Linked DNA regions of Mus musculus: region 2 is linked to region 1. The links are chromatin contacts, called in public promoter capture Hi-C maps. All regions are on one chromosome and are shown on one strand. Each heading gives the region's core, a stretch centred on a gene start, on an enhancer-like site or on the middle of the called end of the contact. The rest is flanking DNA. Distances are from core to core; before and after follow the strand shown.

Region 1 (3,726 bases), core at 200-2,699:
GGGGCAGTGAGTCCGTTGTCCAGACAGAGTAGGGGGACTGGTGAGGCTGACAGGTGGCCTCTAGCTTAGGTCCCCCCTTCAAAGACTTTACTTTCCATTGTGTGCACATGCACGCATACAGGTGCCCCAGGAGGCCAAAGGTTTCCTTTGCCCTGGGAGATGGAGTTACAGGTGATGGTGATCAGTTCTTGTATATGTACTGGGAACCAAACTTAGGTCTTCTGCAAGAGCAGTACAAATTCTCCCATAGTGGATTGTCCGCCAGCCCCTGGCCCCTAACTGTGGGCTAGGCTCTGTGTAGCAGAGTCTCCTCACTGTCCCCTCTGTTCTGGGCCTTAGTTTGGGGATAGGGAGTTGAGGAATCTAAGAGTAGGACCAATAGGCACACATCGCTGTCACTCCCTGCTCTAGACTGTACTCTAGTCATTTACATCTCTGGGATAGATCCTTGCTGGGGTAACCAGAAGCCACCCCTGTGGCCTGCTGGACAGTGTCCTGCACCAGAGCTCCGTGTCCCTGTGTACCTGCAGTTCTAGCTCACCGACAAGGTGTCATGTCAGCGGCAATGAGAAGGGGGTTACCAAGGCTGTTTCCCTCCTATGTTGGGGCAGGTGTAGGGGCTCAGCCTCAGGGAAAAGAGAGTTATCCCGTAAAGGGCCTGTGCTGCACTCTGGCCTCTCTGCCAGAAACTCAGCCACCAGATCCCTGGCCAGGTGTTTGCCAGGTCCTGTGTAACTTAATTCTGCCTTTCTGCTCTTGGGGAAACAGAACTCTGCTCTGTGGGAAGCCCAAGAACAAGGTGCCCACACTGAACTAGGCAGGAGGTGCCAGCTGAGCCCCTCATTTTACAGTCTAAGGTCCATAAAGAAATATCCTGCCCCAGCGTGTAACCCTGAGTTCTGTTGCCTGTCTACACTGACTACAAAGCCCCATCCCCCATCTCTGGTTCAATTACTATGTTAGTGACCTTTCTCCATGACCAGCCTCCCACCCAGACCCGTTTCCAGGCTCTCTGGAGCACTAAGCAAGCTCACTTTTATGACCCAGCTTGAAAGTCACACTGACATATAACAAGCCCTGGAAGTCAGTTAGTCGGTCTTCAGGGCCACCCCCAAACAGATAACCAGCTGCCCCACAGCACCTGGCCCCAAGCCTGTGGGTGGGCCAGCTGTCCACCCCTCGGGGCCTTCCTTCCTACCAACAAAACCCAGCAAAGCAAATTGCCTAATGAGACACACATTTTGTGGCGAATTACTAATTAAAGAACAAACCCAACCTACCATTAATTTGGTCCTGGGAAAGGAACTTGGCCTGTAGCAGAGAAAGAACAGTCAAGAGGGGGCTTCAGCGGGGGCCCTTCCCACCTCCTTCCGGCACAGCCCCTCACTCACCATCCTCAGGCTCCCCTTACTCCTGGAACTGAGTTTGGTTCTCTTTACTCCAGCTTGGAGTCGAAAGTCCAGCATGCTGGGCGGAGGCCTGGTAATAAATCCTCCGCTGCCACGGAGACCGGGCTCTATGCCATGAGAGTCAAATTCCGGCTGAGTAGTGGATGCCCCCACCGTCCTGAGAAGGGTGATTGTGAGGAAACCATTTACAGACTCTCCTGGAGGCCCCTGCCCCCGGAGGCTGGGGCTCTGCAGCAACTGGACAATTTGGGTGTTCCTTCTTGGAAGCCTAACTTCTGAAAGGGGGCTCCGGGTGGGGCTGACTCTGTCCTGGTCTGAGTCTGTCTTAGGAAGCTTTGCTCTCTCCCGAGGCTAAGCTGGGCTCCTTGCTGGAGCCAGATAGCACGCGCGCACACGCACGCGCGCGCACACACACACACACACACACACACACACACACACACACACACACACGGTCTCTCCAGAAGAAGCTATCCAAGGGAGCAGTGCTCAGAGACGCTTCAAACACAGCCTTGCAGATGCACTATGTCTGGGGACACGCTGAGGACCGTCCGTCTCTTGTATGCCTCAGTTTCCTCACCAGCTACGTTATGGGCTGCTAGGATAATCCAAAGGCCAATACACAGCCAATTCTACTTCCTAGGGGCTGGGGATGGTGTTGGGTGCTGGGGCTGAGTCTTAAGCTAGCCGCTCAGGGAACTTGGAGTTTGACCTGACCAGGCAGGAAGTTCCTCTCCCTTCCTCGTCTCGCCCTTTCCCGTATTATAATAAGCTGCTGACTCTGAATTTCTCAGCCCTCTATTCCTCTCCCCGTCCCCTGAGACAGGAAAAAGGGTGCCTCCTAGAACTGGTACTGGGCCCTGGGCATGACTAGGTTCTCAGGTTGGTCTGAAAGTCTCCTTTCCCTCATCCACACTCCTTGACTGGTTTGCCTACAAAGTGCTAAATCCAGCCTGGTCCAACTGTCAGTCACTGTGTGTGGTCACATAGCCTGTGTACTACACAGGGAGCAAGGGAGCAAATGAGAGCTACCAAAGGCTGCAGGTGCCAGAGGAAGAGAGTTAAGGTCTCCTGCTAACCCATCTGAGGGCACACAAACTCATGGCCTCCCTCTGGTCCTGACACCTCCATGTGGAATGGTTTTGTTTTTTCTCCTGAGCCATCTACCTCTTCTTACCTGCTTTAGATGTGAGAATCTTGAGGTTCTGACCCACTTTGTGGGGGGTAGGTATGATTTGGAGGGTAGGTATGGTTGGGGAGGCAAGATATGGTGGGGCCTAGGTATGGAGGGGTAGGTATAGTTGGGGGCCTAGGTTTGGTGGGGGGTGGGTATGGTGGGAGTGGGGAAGGCTGGGGGGACACAGTTTAGTTGTCATGGAAGAGCAAGGGAGGTAGGCAGTACTTTTTGACAGGTGGGTACAGAACTGAGGCCCCCAAATACCCTACCTCTGTGATGGGCTCAGAGGCGGGTGAGGCATCTTCTTGGGTTTTAGTAACTGAGTACTGGGGTCAGCCATGTGCCCCTAAGGGCATCCTGACACCTGTCAACTCTCCCTTCTTTTGTTGTTTGGTTTTGTTTCCATTGGTGTGTGGGTGTGTGTGGGTGTGCGTACGCGCATGCATGACCGTCCTAAATCATTTACTAGTATAGATTTTATGAACATTCTTTATATCATCACTAATGGAGCTGGAGAGTGCTCCAGGCTCTCCAAGTGTGTGGTGAGAAACACTCAAAGCATGTCAGAACTTGGTTTCCCTTTCAGAGACCAGAGCTCCTGTGGCCAGCAGACGGCAGTCCAGGCATCTCTTGGTGCTTATGCACTGGTTCGGTGATCCAGTGAGTGCCAGGATTTGTTCTGGTAACTTATGAAGTAGTGGGTCTGTGAGGAGAACCTCAAAGAACCTGTATGAAGCCTTCAGCCCCGTAAGAATTCAGGATGCTCAGAATTCACAATGGAGTCCAGCTCTCTCCACACAGTACTGAGGACCAGGCCATCTTTAGCTGGTTAAGCCTATGATGGATAGGTTTACTCTAAGTTGCACTCTAAGGAATTGGGTGTTCGCAGCCTCCACTGTGAACACAAAGTCCTGCATCTAATGTAGTTTTGCTTAGCCTCGTGAAGCTAATGCCCGGTGGAACACAGGGCATTGGTGATACGGCTAGCAGTGGGCCCTGAAGAAAGTGCATCATGCCAGGATGTCAGGTCACCTCTATAGCACTGGTCCTCCCCCTTCCTCGCCCTGAAACCCTCTAATGCAGTTCCTCATGTTATGGTGACCCACCTATAAAATTATTTTCATTGCTTCTTCATAACTG
Region 2 (3,548 bases), core at 541-3,040, 760 kb before region 1:
TTCCCTTGAGACAGCGTCTCTCATCAAACCTTCAGCTGGCTATGCTGGTGTCCAGGAGGCCCCTGTGACTCTCCTGAGGTTATGAGTGCACCTGCAACCATGCCTAAAGCCATGCCTCCCTCTTGTGTGGCCACACCCAGCAGTGGGTGCTGGTCTTTGAAATCCTTGTATGTCCAGCAAGAACTTTACATACTGAGCCATCTCTCCAACCCCTGCCTTACATTTTTGCCCAAGCGTCAGTCATTTCTCTTAAAGGAACAGATCTGTGCCCATGTCTGAAACTGACCTTTGACCTCTTTAACAAATTGGCAATCCTGCCTCACTTCCACTTTCAGTTACAACGCTTTATTTAGTGCTAACTCCATAGCAGCCAGCTACATACAATGTTCCTCACACCATGACAGCCCAGGTGGGCGCGCAGCAGGACAGAGGAGCTATTAAAATCTAAGGCTTTGTCTTCACATCAATTTCTCACAGAGAAAATAAGCAAACAATAAAACCAATTCCTAGACCAAAGTCCACCTCACAGTCTGAACTAATGCTCCAAGCTAACAGTAGCCTTGAATCACCCAGCCAGCACAGACCCCATCTTGTCCGTAGCACTGGGAGGAAGGCAGCCCAAGCCAGGTGAGGTCACAAAACACAGACGGGCTTGGGAAGGGTAGGAGGAGCCAACATGAAATGAGCCCTCATTCTTGGCTAATTTAAAATAACGAACTGGCTGTTTTTTAAAGAGGAAGGAAAACTAACAGCAGTATTTTTAAGAGGCGAAGAAGAAACCAAATGGACTAAGCCCCATGGCTTGCTGCTATTTCCTGAGTCCTGTACTTAAAAGCTGGAATCAATTTGGGGTTATGGTTTTTCCAAATCGGTGTCTTCAATGACAAAATACAATCAATTAAATTGCAAGTACATGCTAACTGCAACCGTGAACATCTGGATCTGCTAAGGGGTTGCACACACTAAGAAGCACCGGATGGTACACTTTAGTTGGGCAAACTGTATGCTGCACAGATTGTATGTTAATAAAGCTTTTTAAGATAAGTAAATAAACAAAAACAAACGGGAGATGGGGTGGCATATTTATTTCTTTTTGTGTTACACTCAGATGGGAATAGAACCAAAAACCAAACTGAATTTTAGTTTCTGGTGATTTAGTAGCTGCCTGGGTTCTGTTTTGTTTTACTCTTTGAACTTCCTCAAACAACTGCAGAGCCCAGTCTACTCAGCAGCACATTTCTGGCTTGGCATGTGTTATCTAATAAGATTGCTCAGTGAGGCTGGGTATGAACTTTGCTATCATATCTGTGCCAAGTAAGAAGTAGGAGAAGGATGAAGACTGCCTTATTCCAGTTCCTACTGTCAATACAGTGTAGAGAAGGGAGACCACGTGTGGAGCAGAGCCTAAAGCTAAAGCCAGCTAAAGCCAGCTTAGTGCATCTTTTCCTGCTTCCCTGAGATGCTGGCACTGTGACCTGGGCTCAGTCTCACCACCCTGGGGTATAACCACAAGCCAAAGCACACCCTTGGACTTAAAGAGCCACTGTCTCCCCAGGACTGAACAGGAACAGCAGAACGAGGGGACCACCGCCACCCCTTGAACCAGCAGGACAGTGAAACCATTCACAAATTGCTCACGGCATTTGAGGAGTGCTGTGGTATGAGAGCCTGCTTATGCTTGCACGGCCCGAAACACTCCCCCTTCTTTGCCTGTCATTATCCTGAATGTGGACGCCCTCAGCTCTTCTGTGTACAAAGAAATTCCCAGAGCAGCTCTGCCTTCCAGCCCTCCAGCTCTTATCCACTCTGCTGGCAGCCGCCTGGTGGAGCTGTAATACCTAACTTTTTAAGAGACAAACAGTAGGTGATTGATTACTAGGTCTGTTATTACACACTTGGATTCACACCTTAAAATAGTTCATTGTAGTGTAAAAAGTTAACATGTCACTCTAGGTCCCGCAGCAAATCCACCTCCCACCCTCACCCCCACCCAGTTAGAAGCGTAAGTACAAACAGCAGTCCCTACTTGAGAACCGGTTCTTCTGCAGCCAGGGAGTCTCCAGCTACCCCTCACCCCCACTTATTTTCTCACTTTGAGAGCTTATTTCCCCTACAGCCCCACTGGTGTTTAAAAGAAAGATTAAAGCTATGTGACAGAGGTTGCACGCACGACAGTCAGTGGAGTGACCCAACATTTGTCATCTATCTTCTGCATGGGCTTTGTGCCCTCACCTAGGACAGCAGGCCAATCTGGCAAGCCATCAGAGGAAAGAGGAGGTAGCAAGGTGCACTTCAGAATCAGTGAGAGGTGAGTGAGCCTCTTGGCACTCATTAGGAAGCATTCTCTAAACACCACACAAACCGTTTACACACACACACACTCACGTACACGAAAACACCTGACCTCCTTTTACTTAGACATTTCAGCCCAAAACAACAGTAGCAGCAGCAGCGTTCCAATGGTAACAGAGTGCTGCTGTACCTGGCATTACCCATGTGTCTGTAGTGGTAGTGGTAAGAGCACTTACTTAACACCAACAGATTTCATGGCCAGATCGTACTTTCCATGGCTTTAGAGAGGTGACACTTGCCAAGGCAAATCAGGACAATCCTTCCAGAGACCAGCACTGTTCTGAGAATGTAGTTTCCTGAGTGTCTGATCCTCCTGCCTCCACCTCCTAGGTGCTGGGATTACAGGATGTGGCATACATCAGCGTTGTGAGGTGCTAGGGGTGGAACCCAGGGCCTAGTCAAGCTAGAGAAGGACTTTACCAACTGAGCCACATCCTTAACTCAGTTTTTATCCTACAAACTGAAACTGCCTTCCCGGCAGGCATCAGTGTCTCCCACTCAGGCTACAACAGTTGGTCACGGGTTCCTCTTTCCAGCTGACCCCAAGGTGCCTCTTCCTTCCCTTTGTGCAGCCAGCACCAAGCAAGCAGAGGAGACCACTGGAAATGAGCCACTACAGCCCTGCACGTGAGGGCTATCCAGAGGCTGGCCAGAGTGCACCTCAAATAGAGACAAAACTCCTGTTGTGGCTTCAAGACTGAAATGTGTAAGAAGGTGCAGGGATGGAACACAGGGGAGGCTCGAGATGGATGTTCATTCCCATGGCGTAGAGTGATGGCTTAGTGGTTAAGATAACCTGTTAATTGTTCGAAAGGACAATTCCTAACACTCACACGATGGCTCACAATTACGTGTAACGTCAGTTCCATGAGGTCTGATGCTCTCTTTTGGTCTCCATAGGCACCAGGCACAAATGTGGTGCATAGATGTAGAACACCATACACATAAAAATAAAATTTAATTTTTAACAAATGTCCATTCCCCAAGTCCCAACTCAGCTTTCTCTGTGCTCCTCCTGACTTTGCGGTTGGAGCCACACGCAGCTCTTATGAGGAAAGTCTCCGTCAGGCTGCGCAGGGACGGCTTCTCATCTAGCCTGACCACCTTGTAAAATATGACGTCTCAAAAGCTTTCTTTTCCATTGTGGAGGCAGAAGAGAAAGCAATTAGGAAAATTACAGGAGGCAGGGGAGTCTG

What was found. Promoter capture Hi-C pulls out the DNA fragments that hold promoters and counts their contacts.
Region 2: a promoter capture Hi-C map of cranial neural crest shows a contact between it and region 1. The contact joins the enhancer-like site here to the promoter of Calml4 in region 1. A contact is called at or near these places in 1 of 39 promoter capture datasets (cranial neural crest) and 1 of 115 datasets of contacts at active chromatin or transcription factors (memory CD8 T cells).

The regions. Positions count from the first base shown.
Region 1 is chr9:62,855,827-62,859,552 of GRCm38.p6, reverse strand. Calml4 (calmodulin-like 4) reads right to left here and starts at 1,449. Exons shown (of 5, transcript NM_138304.2): 1 at 1,392-1,449; 2 at 1,281-1,311. The coding sequence starts at 1,394. It also overlaps the pseudogene Gm10653.
Region 2 is chr9:63,611,518-63,615,065 of GRCm38.p6, reverse strand. All of the region lies in intron 1 of Aagab (alpha- and gamma-adaptin binding protein), which reads right to left. Among named protein-coding and RNA genes, the nearest start is that of Aagab, 11 kb to the right of the region's middle. Within about 2 kb of position 1,790, at least 138 of the 459 cell types and tissues checked have an H3K27ac peak or open chromatin away from gene starts, as enhancers often do. A contact at or near this core is called in memory CD8 T cells, where this site is marked.